2 separate regions of the Mus musculus genome follow, and region 1 is linked to region 2. Evidence: chromatin contacts called from public HiChIP or PLAC-seq data. All regions are on one chromosome and are shown on one strand. The core of a region is the stretch at or near the end of the contact, and the rest is flanking DNA. Distances in the headings are between cores, read along the strand shown. Region 1 holds the start of Homer2 (homer scaffolding protein 2). Region 2 holds the start of Sema4b (sema domain, immunoglobulin domain (Ig), transmembrane domain (TM) and short cytoplasmic domain, (semaphorin) 4B).

Region 1 (3,120 bases), core at 144-2,643, 1.5 Mb before region 2:
GTATAGATAGGGCTTGGTCTGTTTACTTATTCATTCAACAAATATTGGTGGAAGACTTTGAATTCCCATTGTAGGTAGTAGAGGTTACAATTATGGGCAAAAAGCCACATCTTTCTAAGAGTTTGCAGGTGTGTCTGGAATATTAAACCAATAATTTTACACGAGATACTACTAACAGTAAGTGCAAGGAAGAAAAATGGACCGGAACAATGCCATCCACGGCCTTCGGTTAAGCCCCTAAGGGACGCGACAGTGTAACAGTGATCTGAAGCACATGTAGGAATGAAGGGGAAAAAAATCTTCCCAGACAGAAAGAAGAGCACGTGGGTAGGCTGAGAGAATGGCCAGCTGGCTGGAGTGCGGCGAGCAAGGGCAAAGTGAGAGGGCTGGAGGTGGTAGTGGACTGGCCAGGCTCATCCCAAGGACAGTGGGAGGGGAGCCTCAGATCAACTTGTATTTCAGAAATTACTGACCACCGTTTAGAAATGGGGTGGGTGCTCTTGTGAGGTGAAGGAGCTAGGTAGCTAGTCACAGTGGCCTGAAGGGAAATGAGGGCAGGGGCACGGTGGTGGCCCTATTCCAGTTGCTTGTCCTTGCCTTCTCCTCCCAGTCCCTGTCTGTCCAGAGATGCCAGGCTTGTGTGGGCAATGTGTGCTCAGCCGAAGACAATCCCGTGGAAGGCCCAGTGTGGGGTGATGGTTAGGTTGGCTCCAGTGCTGGCCTTTGGTAGGGAATCATAGCCAAGCTTAAGGAAGCCTCTCAAATTTTGCCAACTCGCTATGCTGAGGGTGTGCGTTTCTGTCTTTACCCAGGGAAGAGTTCAGGGAACCTGCTTTGGGCTACAGAATCCTCCTTGCCATCTTACCCTCCAGGATTTTAAGGCCACTCAGCCAGACAGGTGGGCAGGAAGACGAAGGTGGGCATTAAATGGGGTGGGGAGCAAATCGTGGTCCTGCCCATCTCAGACTCTGGAGACGTGAGATCTAATCTGAGACTGTGACCTTGGTCACATCATTTCTCCTCCCTGGGGGGCTTCGGTTCCCTCATCTGCAAACTAAAGGTGGCCAAAAAGTCCCTGCCAGCTGCGACTTCAAGTCCAGCAGGTGGGACATCCCGTCCGAGGCGCGGCGCCAAGCTTGGCAGGGCGCGCGGGTGCGGGGTCGACACAGGAGAGGAGGGGGCTGCTGGAAGAAGCGGCGACTGCGCGGCAGCGCGGGGGACGCTGCACACGCTGCCGCGCCCCCAGCTCCAGGCGGGCGGCGGCGGCCCGGGGGCCACGAGGTTACGTAAGGAGCGGGCGGGAGGGACCGGCGGCTCCGCCCGAGCGCGGCCGCCCAGCCCCCGGCCGCCCAGCCCCCGCCCTCCCGCCCGCCCGCGCCTGGCGGCGGCCCCGACACCGGCAGAGCAGCCGCGCAGCCGGCGGAATGGAACGGCGCCGGGGCTGAGCCGGGCGCACTCGGGCCGCCGCATGTGCCGCGCGGGGAGCAGCTGCCGAGCGGGCGGAGAGCGAACGCCAGGGGCCCCGTCGGAGCGGCCGCACGAGCAGCGCCGGAGATGGGGTGAGTGAGCTCGCGGAGCGCCCGCGAGGGGCTACGGGCCGCCGGTCGCGTGCTGCGGCGGGAGCTCGGGGCGCCCCCGGCCTGGGCGCGGACTTTGCGCCTGGAGCCCACGGCCCTTCCCGTCTCAGCCAGCCGGGCGCGGAGACACCTGGCGGGGACCCGCACCCGGGCTGGTCTCGGCGCCTCGGCCATTCCGCGGTCTCCTTGCCCCTAGCGCGAGCAACTCCAGGGCCTGGGTTTGTGAGTGTGAAAAGCAGTTTGCCTTTCTTCACGGCTGCATTTACAGCCAGCGACATAGAAATCGAAGTTTTCCTGGAAAGGAAACACACCCAATAATAACCCTTCAGCGTAGGAATAGTGGACTTGTAGGCAGCGTTGAGATGCGACAATCTGTTAGGCACCTAGGTGAGGCTCCAGATGCTTGGGAGGGAAGTTGGAGCACTCAGTTGAAGTGACTAATGCTCCTGAGTATATAAAGTAATTTTAAAAGCAGGATTGATTTCTCTTCGGCGTCTCTCCGAGCAGTAGGCGCTGTGAGTCAGGAGCCACTGTGCTAATAACACAGTAACTCTTTACATCTGCTCGCCGATGTGAGCGCACACTCATGGTGTTTCAGTCTCTATGCGAGATATGGTTTGTGTGCTTGCTCTCCACAAGAGGAAACTGAGGCCGGTTTAGTTGGGAGACTTCTCCCAGCTTGAACAGCTGATACATTTGTAAAAGGGGAATACTTAGTGTGTGGTTGCTCACCGGCAGAAGCTAGGCCACTGCCTGACTGGCCATGAGGATGGTTAAGGACATCAGAGGTCTGTCTTCTGCTGCTGAGCCCAGTGTTCTTCAAACAGCCTTTCATGGGGCCCAGAGGCCTCTGCTGTGTAGGTGGTCTAGAGAACTAGCTTCCCTTTGGGGATGGGTGCCATGGGAAGAGTCATGATCGCCCTGGTGGCCCCACCAGCCCCTATGGGGCAGTGGCTTTACTGTGCTTAGCTCCAGACAAGCCTCAGGAGTGGCTTTCTCCGTGGAGCTGGTAGAGTTTTGGAGGGAGCAGAGGCAAGCAAGGTAGAGCTCCGGGTAGGAGAGCAGATGGCTGTGGACGCCAAGATGGAACAAGGGGGACAGAGGGCCCATCGGAAGTTTGCTTAGGAATATTGATGCCTATCCAAGAGACTTATGTTGGACGACTGGGAGGCCAGAGATAGACAGTCATCCTACCCAGAAGGCAGATTTTTGTAACATTTTCAGCCATCTCTCAGCAGATATGAAAGAACTCATCTTTGAGCAGAAGGAATCTTTGAGACGCTCAGGTTTCATAGTTAAAAAACAAAAGCTTTGGGAAGGAGTTGGCACACGTGGAAGGTAAAAGGACCTGGTGATTTTAACTCTTCCTCTGCCCCTCCCCCTCGGGTGACACAAAACCAGTGAGCCTACTTGCAAATCAGAAACAAATACTGAAACTCTGGGGTTAAAATAGGTCTGTGGGAATGAAAACATTTACTCATAAAAGCTCAAAGAAAATTCCAGAAAATAATTTTTGTTTGTGTAAAAGCAGGGAGGAGTAGCT
Region 2 (3,415 bases), core at 531-3,030:
GGTCATGGGGAGGTGGCGCATCAGGGAAAGGGATTTTTGACACCAAACCTGAGGACCTGAGCTTAGGTCCTGAGATCCACACGGCTGAGGGAGGATTTCACCAGCTGCCCTCTGACCTCACTGACCTCCACATGTACGTCATGTTTTCGTGTGCCCTTACACCCACACACAAGCTAAGTAAGTGTTTTAAAGTGGCAGAGCATCAGTCCTGGGTTCCGATTTCAGTCATTTCTCACTTCAAGAACAGAACTCCCAAGGAGCAGCAGTGAACTCTAGAACCATCCCCACCCACAGCGAACCACCCAGTTCCATGCAGGAGTGGTCCGAGTTTAACATAACAAGAATGACAGCAAACACCCGCTGAGAGGTTTCTGTACCAAGCCCTATCCTAAGGACTTTGCAACTGGTAATGAGCTGCGCCTTGAGCAAGGCGCTAATATCCCATTTTACAGATGAAGAAATCAAGGCACAGAGAAGTTGTTTACTTAAGGTCATGTGGGAACTAAGTGGCTGAGACAGGATTTGAACTTGAGCTACCAACAATGTTTTGGATAAGGGACTGAGATCCTGTTAGGGGCCTTAACTGAAGAGCTGATTCTATCCTTTTGCAAATGGGATGCTTTTAGGGGTGGGGATGCAAATATGGAGTAGGAAGTCTGGTAGAGTTTTAGTCTGTAACCTCTAATTTATGCACTAACTCACAGTGACAGTTTGCAATTTAGAGGGGTTTGGCCAAACATTGTCTGTTGGCACCTATGTGCCTGATGCCCTCCGAATGCACCAAGTTTTATGAATTTCCCAAGATGACTTTGCAAGGTATCTAAGCCTGAGGCGACTTTGCAGGGGAGGAAGCTGGAGTGCGGGCAGTAGGAAGTACTTACTGGGCTAAGTCCCTAGAATTCCAAACGTTGAGGTTCCCTGGAAAAGGTTCAGGGGCGATCAGACTAAGGGAAGTAAAGAATGAGTGGAGGATTGGAAACACAGGCAGCCAGGGGCAGCTGTAAACCACCAAAAAAGGAATGTGGCCCACCAGGGTGATACCCTCAGGCCCCTCTAGACAGGGTACAGATGGGTCTTCGCAATGTCAGTTTCCAAGTCCCTGTGTTTGGAGTAGGGGGTGAATTCTCCAGGTCGATCAGTCAGAGATGGGCCGGCAGGGAGGAAAGACCTGGCACCCACCCGCCAAACTCCAGGCTCTGCTGTGGCTGACTGAGAATATCATAAGCCCAGAGTTTATAGCACGGCCAGCAGCAGTGCCCTCAGCCCCGTGCCGTTGGTGGCTCCAAGGCTGACTCTGGTCAGCATCAAAGACAAGTAAATGAGTAGGCAGGATGGCTGGCACCTGAGGCCCCTAGTGCCGAGTGTGCTCCCTCCGAGCAAGAGCAGCTGCAACCGAGCAAGAAAGCGGCCCTCTCCAAGTCCAGATAGAAAATGGAAGAAAAGGGCTCTCAGCTCCCTAGCTTTCCCTCCTCTTTCGCTTTGACCACAACTGCTTTCCTGGTCCTAGTGGACCTCAACCTCTCCTTTGTCGTGGCCACCCCACCAAGCATCTCGTTGCCCGCGCTCCCCTCCTTCTGCCGCGCCCCATAGCACTTACCCAGCGGCACACTGATCCGGGGGCCGAGCGCCCGCGTAGTCGTCGTCCGCAGCAGCAGCAGTAGCAGCAGCAGCAGCAGCGCGCGCCGCAGGACAGCGGAGCGGCTCGCCCGGCCCATCGCGGCGCGTGGAGCTCGGACCGCAGCAGGCAGCGGCGTCCTCCTCCGGCTCAGGTTGCTCAAGTGGAATCGCAGGCTGGAGCCCCGCCCCGCGGTTCGGCCCGGAGTCCTTCCCTCGGCCTCCGCCTCTGGACCTGGGGGTGGGCGGCAGGGAAGGTGGTCACGTGGGCCGCCGCACCGTAGGCTCCCTCTGCCCAGTGCTGCGGGTGAAAGCCCCGCGCTCTCGCCGCAGGGAGGAGGGCGCGGAGCAGGAAGTCGACGGGTAGGCGGGCCTCCTAGCTGGTCCTTGCCCAGCTCTTTCCCCTTCCTCCTTCCTGGGCGCTGAAGTACGAGGGGCGCTGGATCGAGTCACCCGACTTGGGGCACTGGGGGGGAGGGGGAGCGGAGCAGAGCCTGGGGACCTGAAGCCCGGAGACCGAGGAGCTCGCAAAGCCGCACGGACCCGCCCTCCTTCCGGCTCCCGGGAACCCTGCCCCACATGCCCCCTACCTACCCCCACCCCCGCTCTGGGAGCTGTGCAGACTCTGAGACGGAGACTGGTAGCTTTCCAGTCTTACTTCCGCGAGAGGTCTATGCATGGTCTAGAATCTAGATACTCTGCTCGGTTGTCCATGCTTAGAATTCTGTCCACGCGAAGCCCGGGGCCGGCGCAGAATCAGTTCAAGTGGGATAATTAGGATTTCACGGACTGCACTGCCAAAGAGGCTAGACCTTCCCCCCCACAACCAGCACGTGGCTGAGCATAGGAAAGGATTCCCTAAGGCTGGAATGAGACGCCAGAGGTATCCACCCGCAGGTACCCCAATCTGAAGTCAATTTGGTGGAGCCACAGCAAAGGAATAGAGGGAAATAAAGAGGGGGAGATCAACAAAGACATCAAGGTTTTGGAAACCCGTTTCAGCTTTTCCTAGGTGAATGGATAAAATTAAAAACTTAAAAATATGTGTTCATTGTTCTTGTGGCAATGAAACCACTTCCCCCAGACTTTTCTGCAGTTGTCGAAGCTACACTGCACTCGCTGCTGCCCATGTGTGCCCATGTGGGCAGTTCCAGAGCCACATCTTTCTACTCTCCTCCCCACCCCCACAGGCAGGTGGCAGTCAGAGCAGACAAGCTCTTGGATGGTCTCAGGTCTTCTTTCTTACATCCAGACTTCCCCATGCTCCACAACTCCTGTACTGTCACCACCCTGACATCCTTCTACAGTCTCGTGTCTTTTCTCATATGCCACATGTCCAATTGCACTGGTTAACCCATCATCTGAAATGTACTGTTTCTGCTCTAACTGCTGCTTCCTTTCCTCCTGTTAATCTCTTCTCAAACACAGTAGACAGAGTCTACTCCACAAGCTGTGACCTCTGACCTGTGTGTTTGTGTGTGTAACATAAAATATATATGCAGGCAAAACACCAATGCACATGAAATAAATAGCACTTTAAATACTGTTTCAAGGTCAGGCCTGTAGCCCAGGCCTTTAATCCCATCAACCTGGGAGTCAGAAGCAGGAAGATCTCTTGAGTTTTACAGAGCCAGTTCCAGGACAGCAAGGCTACACAGAGATATCCTGTCTAAAAAAAAAAATTTTTTTTTACATGTATCTGTCAGTGTGAGGGTTTGAGACTCCCTGGAACTGGAGTTCCTGACTCCAGTTATGAAGATGCTGGGAGGGCTGGTGAGATGGCTCAGTGGGTAAGAGCACC

The links. HiChIP or PLAC-seq counts read pairs in DNA pulled down with a chosen protein or histone mark.
Region 1: a contact with region 2 is called in an HNF4G HiChIP or PLAC-seq map of pancreatic cancer cells. The contact joins the promoter of Homer2 here to the promoter of Sema4b in region 2. A contact is called at or near these places in 1 of 39 promoter capture datasets (liver) and 1 of 115 datasets of contacts at active chromatin or transcription factors (pancreatic cancer cells).

The regions. Positions count from the first base shown.
Region 1 is chr7:81,705,198-81,708,317 of GRCm38.p6, reverse strand. Homer2 (homer scaffolding protein 2) reads left to right here and starts at 1,393. Exons shown (of 9, transcript NM_001164086.1): 1 at 1,393-1,559. The coding sequence starts at 1,555. Gm32579 (a long non-coding RNA gene) reads left to right here. Exons shown (of 2, transcript XR_391652.2): 2 at 1-166.
Region 2 is chr7:80,196,953-80,200,367 of GRCm38.p6, reverse strand. It overlaps Sema4b (sema domain, immunoglobulin domain (Ig), transmembrane domain (TM) and short cytoplasmic domain, (semaphorin) 4B), which reads right to left and starts at 1,780. Exons shown (of 14, transcript NM_001360135.2): 1 at 1,598-1,780. The coding sequence starts at 1,715.